Regions from separate parts of the Mus musculus genome. Here region 1 is linked to region 2. A link is a contact called in public Hi-C data. All regions are on one chromosome and are shown on one strand. Each heading gives the region's core, a stretch centred on a gene start, on an enhancer-like site or on the middle of the called end of the contact. The rest is flanking DNA. Distances are from core to core; before and after follow the strand shown.

What was found. Hi-C and Micro-C count contacts between places; a contact is called where the count stands out from the background.
Region 1: a contact with region 2 is called in a Hi-C map of bone marrow-derived macrophages, with 37 read pairs. The contact joins two enhancer-like sites. A contact is called at or near these places in 2 of 484 Hi-C or Micro-C datasets (bone marrow-derived macrophages and nephron progenitors), 2 of 115 datasets of contacts at active chromatin or transcription factors (astrocytes and embryonic stem cells) and 1 of 9 other capture datasets (embryonic stem cells).

Annotation. Positions count from the first base shown.
Region 1 is chr16:14,436,291-14,441,226 of GRCm38.p6, forward strand. Abcc1 (ATP-binding cassette, sub-family C (CFTR/MRP), member 1) reads left to right here. Exons shown (of 31, transcript NM_008576.3): 13 at 217-363; 14 at 1,356-1,443; 15 at 3,697-3,769. Among named protein-coding and RNA genes, the nearest start is that of Abcc1, 77 kb to the left of the region's middle. Within about 2 kb of position 2,986, at least 67 of the 459 cell types and tissues checked have an H3K27ac peak or open chromatin away from gene starts, as enhancers often do. A contact at or near this core is called in bone marrow-derived macrophages, where this site is marked.
Region 2 is chr16:14,263,588-14,267,972 of GRCm38.p6, forward strand. All of the region lies in intron 3 of Myh11 (myosin, heavy polypeptide 11, smooth muscle), which reads right to left. Among named protein-coding and RNA genes, the nearest start is that of Myh11, 26 kb to the right of the region's middle. Within about 2 kb of position 1,859, at least 18 of the 459 cell types and tissues checked have an H3K27ac peak or open chromatin away from gene starts, as enhancers often do. A contact at or near this core is called in bone marrow-derived macrophages, where this site is marked.

The sequences.
Region 1 (4,936 bases), core at 1,736-4,235, 170 kb after region 2:
CCAGGTGTTTGAAAAGCTGATCATCCATCTTTCTGGTCCATTCTTTACGATGCAGGAGTCCTGCTTCTGTACCTGCCCCTGCCCCTTTCCTATCTCCCTTGGGCTTTTGCCATTTTCAACCCTGTAGAGGGGGTTTGTCTTGATTGAATCCTCACCCCTTCCAGGGGTGGTGCAGCTGTGGCTCCTCCACCATTCAACACTTTGCTCTGTTTGCAGGTGGCCCTGTCAACCTTTGCTGTCTTTGTGACTGTGGATGAGAGAAATATCCTAGATGCAAAGAAAGCCTTTGTGTCCCTAGCCCTGTTCAATATCTTGCGCTTCCCACTCAACATCCTGCCCATGGTTATCAGCAGCATTGTGCAGGTGTGTATCAGACAGAGGGGGCCAAGAGGGTACCATAGGGGCTCTCAGAATCCTACCACGGTCAGCAGCAGCATCCTGCAGGGGTGTGGGGGACAGTGGGAACCAGGATTGGATGTGGGAGCTGTTGTCATTTTCTCATGGTCATTAGCAACATTGTATAGGCATGTGGGTGGCAAGGAAGCAGGAGGGGACATGTGCACTCCAGCCCATGGAATCCACAGATTTCTCAGTGCCATTTGGACCCAAGCTGCCCCACTGGTTTATTTGTGCAGCCTTGACCATGCTTTTCCAAATTGCTCATGCTGCTGTGTCCTAGAGAACTCAGTAGAGCCCTATGCGTGGATCCACTTACTGGATCCACTACCCCAGCATGGCTCCTCTCTCAGCAGTAAGGGCTCACTTGATTCTACTCTGAGAAAGAAACACATTTTCCTTCTTGGCACAGAATGTCTGGCTTTGTAGCCAAGGTTGGCCTAAAACTCCAGCCCAGATGGGAGATACGGACTTCACAGCAATACTTCCCTTTTAATCTCAAAGAATCTTTCTGGAATATTCTATGTTCCTCTGGCCTCTCTAAGCTGGTGTTTTGAAAAACACAGATCTTGGCCTACTTTTTCAATTTCATATTTTGCTGATGGGTCCTGATGTGCTTGTTGAAAACTGAGGACCTCTCTCCATCCCTCCTTCCTACTTTCATTCTTTCTCTACTGAAGGAATTTTTTTTTAAGCTAACCCAGACCCTTTGCCCATATGTACTGCTGCATGTATTGTCGTTCCATAATTAGGACCCAGAACCCAGTAATTTGTTGAGGTCAAACTCAGTCTGCCAGTGCAGAGGTGGCTACCTTCCAAATCCCATTGTAGGAGGAAGCCCCTACCTTTCATGTAGTGATTCCTGTGGACATCGAGTTTTATTCTAAGGCTGCACCAGGCTCAGTGTGGCAGGTGGCCCAGATGCTATCCAGGTGACACACCCTGTGCTTCTTCCCCAGGCCAGCGTGTCCCTCAAGCGTCTCAGGATTTTTCTGTCTCATGAGGAGCTGGAGCCAGACAGCATTGAGCGGAGGTCGATCAAGAGTGGTGGGTGCCTGTCTTCTGCCCACTTTGGCTCCTTATCCTGTCCTCCCCAGAGCTTGACTCTGCCCAGCTTGCCTAAAAGACCCAGGGTCCCACCTCTGCAGAGAGGGCAGAAATGGGGTTCCCGATTTTTGTTGTTCCCTCCATGCTCCTGCAGTGTGAGTGACACTTTGGGCTTTTCAGCCCAGGCCTTGGTTCTGCCCTGGTGGGGGATCGCCCAGTTTCTGTTCCTGCCTAATTCCGAGCACTCAGCTTCATTTTTCTCATCTGGATCATGGGAGTAAAAGTGCCTTTAATTGAATTGTTTTTAATTGATTGATCGATAATTTACTGTTGGGGATTGAACACAGGACTTCACATAGCTAGGTAAGTGCTCTACTCCTGAGCTACAGCCTCGGCTCACATTTTACTTTTTGAGACATGGTCTATGTTGCTCAGGCTGGTCAAACTTGGGGTCTTCAGTCTCCTAAATAACTGGGAGTTCAGGGCTGTGCTACCAGGCCTAGCCAGCCATCCTATGGATTTTTATCACTGGGTTTATTTCTTAGACTAGTTGATCCTTCTGACTGGCCCCTGAGCTGGGGTCTTGTATGGGAGTCTAGGCAGTTTGCCGTCACTGTTATTGGCACCAGGAGAGTTAAGCCTTTTCTGGCATGGGTGTTTAGTTAAAATACGACCACTGTATCATGACCCTTGGAGCAGGATCAGGGTCAACAAACTTGCCTGAGGTCCCCAGAAGGGAAGTTCTTGACTAAGATTTCTTGATCACCTGCTCTCCTGCCAGCCTTTGTTCTCAGGCCTCTGTGTGCATGTGCTTCCTACTGTAGTGGTCTAGTGTGGTAGCTCCAGGACAGTCTTGGCTCACAGGAGGGAAGAGATCCAGAGAGACTGTCCAGCTGGGAAGTGGTAGTCCTGGGGCTCAAACCGACACCTTTTGGCTCAGAGCCCAGAAAACAGAATTGATGACAGTACCTGGCTATTGGTGATGAGGTGCCAATGTATGTAGTACCAGGAGTCTTGTGGGCCGTTGTAGGGTGTGAGTGGTGACGTGCGAGTCACAGGTCTGCTGTTCTGTGAGGGTAGTAGCTGCTCTCCGCCGCCCTTACCAGGTTATCACACTGGCGCCCCTTGGGGTTCACAGTCCTTGTTGAGGACAGCTTTATGACTGTGGGTGGTGAGTAGTGCCCCTGGCATCTCCCTATGTCTCATAGTAGTCATCCCATTGTGACAATAAAAATGATCTTTAGGAACTTTCAAGTGTCCACTAGGAGGACAGTTGTTCCTTTCTGAGAACTACAGCCCAAGCAAATGCTGGGACTGTTTTCCATGGTTTTCTGTTGTCCATGGTTTGCTGGTCTGTATGGGACCAGCAAAGTAGACTCCAGACCCAGAGCTCCTACGGCCAAGCTGTACACAGTTCTCTGCAAGTGCCACTGAGCCACTGGTCCTGAGCAGTGCTTCTGTTGCTGAAGTGTGTAACCACTTTGCAGCCCGGCCTGTCATGTTCCCCTAAAGCTCAGGCTGCTGCCGCTCACCCGTGGACTGCAGCAGCTTCCGGCCAGTTCTTTGGAGTGACATGCCTAGCTTCCTCTTTTGTGAGGATACAGGCTCTGCTTAGCGTGCACCTTGGTTTGAACCTTACCACAGTGAGAAACAAGCCTTTTCCTCCTGGGGGAGCTGTGGTTAATTTCATTTAGCTACTAACCTCCTTGCTATGGCCTATCACTCTCTGAAAGTGTTTCTGGCAGCTAATTAAGGGACTTAAAAATTAGAGGCAGAAGCAAAAGTGCAGCCAGGGGAGAGAAATGGAGGCGGGTAGCATCCTCAGGAATCTGGGCCTTGTAATGTGGGCACTGGCCAAATGCCTCCCCTCCCCCACCTTTCTGCAGCACGTCCTGTTTCCTAGTAGCCTTCCAGTGGATGCTGGTTGATTGTCATGGAAGCAATAGAAACATTGATCTGCTAGGAGGGAGGTAGGCAGGGTGGAGTGGCTAAGGGAGGGGAGCAGGAAGGGAAGATGTCTTAGGATCCAAGAGCTGAGGGAAAAGACCCTGGTGGAGAGAGGTTTCCATGAGGCTGCAACTTTTTCTCCTTGACCTTGGCTCATACTCAGCCTTTCCAGCCTGAGAAATGGGAAGGTGTCCCCAAGCACTGAGTGACCAGCGAGGTTCTTCAGCCTCAGTAGTGGGCCAGAGTAGGGCATCTGCACATGGTGCACCTGTTGACTCCTGACATGTTGTCCCTTATGTTTTCCAGGCGAAGGGAATAGCATCACTGTGAAGAATGCAACCTTCACTTGGGCCAGGGGTGAACCTCCCACACTGAATGGGTAAGCCTGGGAGGTGGGCACACTGACACTGGCTCTAAATACTCTTCACCTCTGTGACCCCAACTTTTGCCTTTCTGAGCCTCAGTTTACCCATCTGGAATAAGGTCCAGTCACAACTGCTTAGGTTGTTGTGAGGAGCAGCTCAGAAGGTGCTTGGTATAGGTGTCCCTTCTGATTGTGACAGGAAGTCATGTTCCTGGGCCACAAGGGGAGTTTGGGGTTTGGGGCAGTGAGAAAGTCTGTTTTCAGGTAAAGCATGACCCAGGGTCTCAGGGGCCTGTAGAGCTCTGCTGTCACTGGGACTGGACTGGTGCCAATCTCCTTAAGGAATCCAAAACACAAGGCCAGTGGAACCTTTTTGGAACCACATTTGTTATGTGTGCCCCTAAGCAGTTGACATGGCAACTTGCCTGCTGTATTTTATCAGGCACAGTACAGACTGTTCAGAGAAAGGAGTCTCTCCCTTTCTGCTTCCACTAACTACTCAGAGTGTAAAGGCCTTTCTTAGGGCTAACTTAAATCCTGCCTCCTTTATTTGTAATGCTTTTCTCTTTCCTGTGCCAATACTCCACTGCCCACATCTTTCTGGCATCAGGATTCCTGGTCCTTTGATTTGCCACTTTGAATCTCCAGTCTTTTCTGTTTATCCTTTGACTCCCCTTAGCCTATAAGAATATCTTGGATATTCTTATATCCCTAGAAGAAGGGAGGAACTGCTTCCCTGGGTGTTCTGCGTAGGGTGGTCCCATGGCATTGCTCCTCACAAATGCAGCACAAAAGACTCAACAGCAATGAGTGTTTCAGGGGCTAGCGAGGGGACTCAATAATTAAAGATCCGAATGTGGTCCTTAGAATCCCTGTGACAAAAGCTAGGCATGGTGACACCGTGTAATCCCAGCATTGGGGAAACAGAAACAGGAAGATTCCTGGGGCTCAGTAGCCTGTTAGGTGAGTTCTAGGCCAGTGACAGACCTTGTCTTAAAAAAAAAAAAAAAGATGGATGGTACCTGAGAAATGACACCTGAGTTTTCTCTCTACCTTGCACTCCTATGTGCATACACAGAAGAATCAAACAGTTGATCCATATAGTTAGCCAGCTTTGAAACCAGTACCCAAGGAAGGGACCTTGCTTGCGAGCCTGGGATGCCCATGTGGCTGGCTGGTCTG
Region 2 (4,385 bases), core at 609-3,108:
ATGGTGACTTAAAAGCTGAGCTAGACAGTTGAAGGAAGCCATGCCTGGAGACTCAGTTAGCCACACGCACTGTACCCACCCATTAGACGGTCCAGACCGGGCAGAGCTGAGCAGAGCTCCACACCCTCCTGGAAGTGGACGTATGCCCTGAGTCCTGTCTTGGAGGTTTGTAGGGTGGTGACTTTGAGTCAAACATCCTGACACTATTTCTCATCTTCCCATCCTGAGCAGTCTTTGTGCCTGCCACCGCTGTTTCTTTGCCCGGGGGTGGGTGGTGGGGGTGGGTGGTAGGGGGCATGAGGAGGGGGGGGGGAGATCAAAACGAAAACCCTGACTTTTCAAGAGCACAAAAGCTGCTCCATGAAACTAGATTGAAAACTTGAAGTTCCCCATGACACAGCTCAGAGCTGTGGGCCCATGCACATGTCATAGCATGGTGGTGTGTGCTTACATGCATACACATGCACATGGTGATCAGACGTCAACCTTAGGTGCTGCCTCTCACAGGGTCTCTCACAAGCTCACTGATCAGGCTAGGCTGGCGAGAATCCTCCCGTTGCCACCTCTTTTGGTGGAATTACAAGCGGGTGCTGCCATGCTCAGGTTTCCCACACTGTGTTCTGGGGATCAAACTCAGATCCTCTATTTACCTTCTGAGCTATCTCCCAGTCCTCCATCTTCACCACTGAAAACGAGGATCTGAGGCCAGATGTAGCCATATATGCCTGTAATTCTAACCCATGAGAGGCTAGGGCAAGAGGAACTCACATTCCAGGGCATCCTGGGCTACATAGTGTGACTGTCCTGAATGCACACATGAGTGAGTGAATGAAGACTAAATAAAACTAGTAACCTAGGGAAGTGTTAATGGGCAGCAATGACTGAATAGGGAGGGTAGAGTACAGGGCCATGATCACCCACCTTCTAATTAGAAGGTGCCATGATCTGAGCACGGTGTCTCCCTCCAAATCTCCACCCTCATTTCTCTCCCTTCAGCAAGGTGGGGCCTTCAGGGGGTGATAAGTCACCAGTGGGACTGATGTCCTTACACAAAAAGCCCAAGGGATCTTATTTCCCCTTGGACACTGCACCAGGGGCACCACCCTTAAACAGGAAATGGGCATGCCTTCACCAGACTGGACAGGAAATGTGCCCTCAGAATCCAGGCCCTTAAGTTCCTTCATCTGGGCTTCCAGCTTTCAGAGCTGTAGGAAGTAAACTTCTGCTGTTTATAAACGCATTTTGTTATAGTTACCTGGGAAGACTAAGACCTAAAGGCCCAAAAGTGTGCTGTAATTCCAGCAGGAGGCTGAGGCCAGAAGATTGCCACAAGAGTCTTATAGTGAGACTACGTCTCAAAAACAGAAATAGGGCTAGAGAGATGGCTTAGTGGTTAAAAGCACTGGCTGCTCTTGCAGAAGACTTGAGTTTAGTCCCTAGCACCCACGTGGAGTTTTACAAGTCCACTTCCAGGGATCTGGTGCCTTCTTCTGGATCCAGTGAACATAAAGCAGGCATAATGGTGGACACATACACACCCAGGCAAAATAACCATACACAGTTTTTTGTTTTAATCTTTTAAAAATAAAGCAAAAACAAATCACAACAAAGACATATGGCCTCTGCTAGTCTGTTTGCCTCTGGGCTCAGTTTCCTCTTCAGCCTTAGAGAGAAAAGTCACCAGGTTTCACTCCTGATTCTAAGACAAATCTGTCAGGCTCTCCAGGCCCTTTTCTCCTTTCATTTACAGACAAGGCTGCCAGCTGGCCACTGGCCACTTCCCCTAAGGCATAGCAGCCACAGAACAGAGAGACTTGCTTGCAGCCCACTGCACAGACTTAACTTATGCTTGAAGACGGCTGAGCTGAGAGCCCCTGCTAGGTGTTTTCTCTGTCATTGACAGGGTTCTCTTGATGCTGATGAAGTGAGAATAAGGCACTTGTGATGACACAAAGCCAGCTCCACACTTCCTGAGCCTCCACTCATCACGTTAGAGCAAAATCTTATCTGCCTTTCACACTTCCCCTACTTCACCCCAGGGACCCTCGGTGACAACCCACAGGGTCCTGTCAGAAGGCTTAGTGCTCCCTCTTCAGATCTTTCTGCAATTTGCTGAGTCTGACTCTGGGCTCCCAAGTGTTCAGCCTTCAACACTCAGATAAGAAGCAAGACCCACAGGGACAAAAGGCCTTTCCTGGGCTAGGGGCCAAGCATAGCTCAGTGCCACTGTTAAATCGAGAATCCTAGGGTCACAGGTACCAAGTTCAAAACAGTTCTGACACTGTCCAGTCTATGGAAGGTTATTCACTTCTCTGAATCCCAATCTCCCTGTCTCTAAGGGGAGCTGACAGTAGTGCCAGCCCCTAGTGTTGGATGCCCAACAAGCCATGCACGTGTAATCAGGAGACATGCACACACACCACACACACACACACACACACACACATGCCACACACACATACACCACACACACACACACACACACACCCACAACACACACACACACACACACAACACACACATACACCACACACACACCACACATACACACACCACATACACACACACACCACACACACATACACCACACACACATACACCACACACACACCACACATACACACACCACATACACACACACACCACACATACATGCCACACACACATACCACACACACATATACACACAAGAGTACCTAGAAGAAGCATATAAGAAGTAGGGAGTAGGGAAACAACCATCTGCATGGAGCTGGGCTGCAGCTCAGTGGTAGTAGAGTCTGAGCTAGCATACACAAGACCTAAGGTTCAGCGCCCCCACTGAAGAGGTAAAAAAGAGAAACCAACAGCAACAACAACAAATATTAGAATCCAGACCAGACAGCTTCCTAGGCCACAAAATAGGTGCCTGACCAAGAGAAGTGTATGAATCTCTAGTTAACAGAGTTCAAATGCCTAAACCTCTCACTTGGGAGAGAAGTTTGCAATCTCAAGACATCAAAGGGTGTGGCAGCCACACATCATCTTCCTTACCCAGATCCCTGTAAACTTCACAACCCTCTTCAGAGGTGATAAGAAGGTATACTTTTCTCTCTCTCTCTCTCTTCTCTCTCCCCTCTTCTCCCCTCTCCCCTCTCTTCTCTCTCTTCTCTCTCTTCTCTCTTCCCTCTTCTCTCTTCTCTCTTCTTTCTCTCTCTCAGGTTTAACTTTCCTCAGAGCCGGTGTCATCAGTTTGTTTGTCCATATTTGTCTATATTTATATCTTTACATAAATTTATAACGTCCCACCTGGAGGCCTCCCTGTGCCTCCCAGCCATGGCTTCTGCCAAACCAAGCAGCTGATCAAGCCTAGGATTCTCCTCCCTGCTCTAACAAGCCGAGTGCCCTCCTCCTGAACTTTTCCCTTCTGCCCCGGGCCAAAGTCTGCCCCCCCCACCCCCCCCACCCCCGCCCTGCGCTCCATTCTCAGCTCTTCCGCAGCATTCATTGGCATCCGAGCGGGCCAGCACCCCCAAACCGACTCCGGCAGGTCTATAGGGACCTCAGACTGCGCCTGGCCACGCAGCACTGGCCGTGAAATGGGCATAGTCAAACTTCCTGCAACTGCCTCGCCCAGTGGCCTGAGAACTCAGAAATCTGCCTGCCTCTGTCTCCCAAGTGCTGGGATTAAAGGCGTGGGTCACCACTGCCCGGCCTCATGTGATGTTTTATAAGTATGTTTGTAAACAGAATCTTTCTATGTAGTTCTGGCTGTCTTGGAGCTCTGAATGTTAATCAGGCTGGCCTCAACGTCACAGAGCTCTGCCTGCCTCTGGCTCTGCCTCTGCCTCTCCAAGGCTGGGATTTTACACCCTATTTTGCCCGACTCATGGAATGTTTTAAATAACTTTGCTCATAAACAAAATTTCACAGCCTAGAATTTGCAATGAAATTATCCCAGATCTTGGATCACTGTAGATTTTGGATTTTAGAATTAGGGATATTTGACCTGCAGTGTCTTAGGCTTAGGAAGGGTTTTTATTGATCAAGTACCAGCCACTGTTTTGAAAACGTAAGATGTAATAGTTCATTTAATGCTCATGTCTGCCCCAAGAGGTGGTCACAGACCTCTCTGTTTGGATGGATGCATTGGTTGACTGGTTAACTTTGAGATAGGATCTCATTTTGTAGCCCCGGCTAACCTCAAACTCATTGTGCAGTTCAGGATAGTCTCAAACTTGGAATCATCCTGTTTCTGTGTCCTGAGGGGTAGGATTACAGGCTTGGTCCGCCACACTGGCCAAGACCCAGTTGTGTCTCTCTTTTTCCAGAGGAAAAGCAGAGGTAGAGAATGTTCATTGCTCATTCACAGTCACATAGCCTGGCATGACCATGCTAGCCAGGCAGCT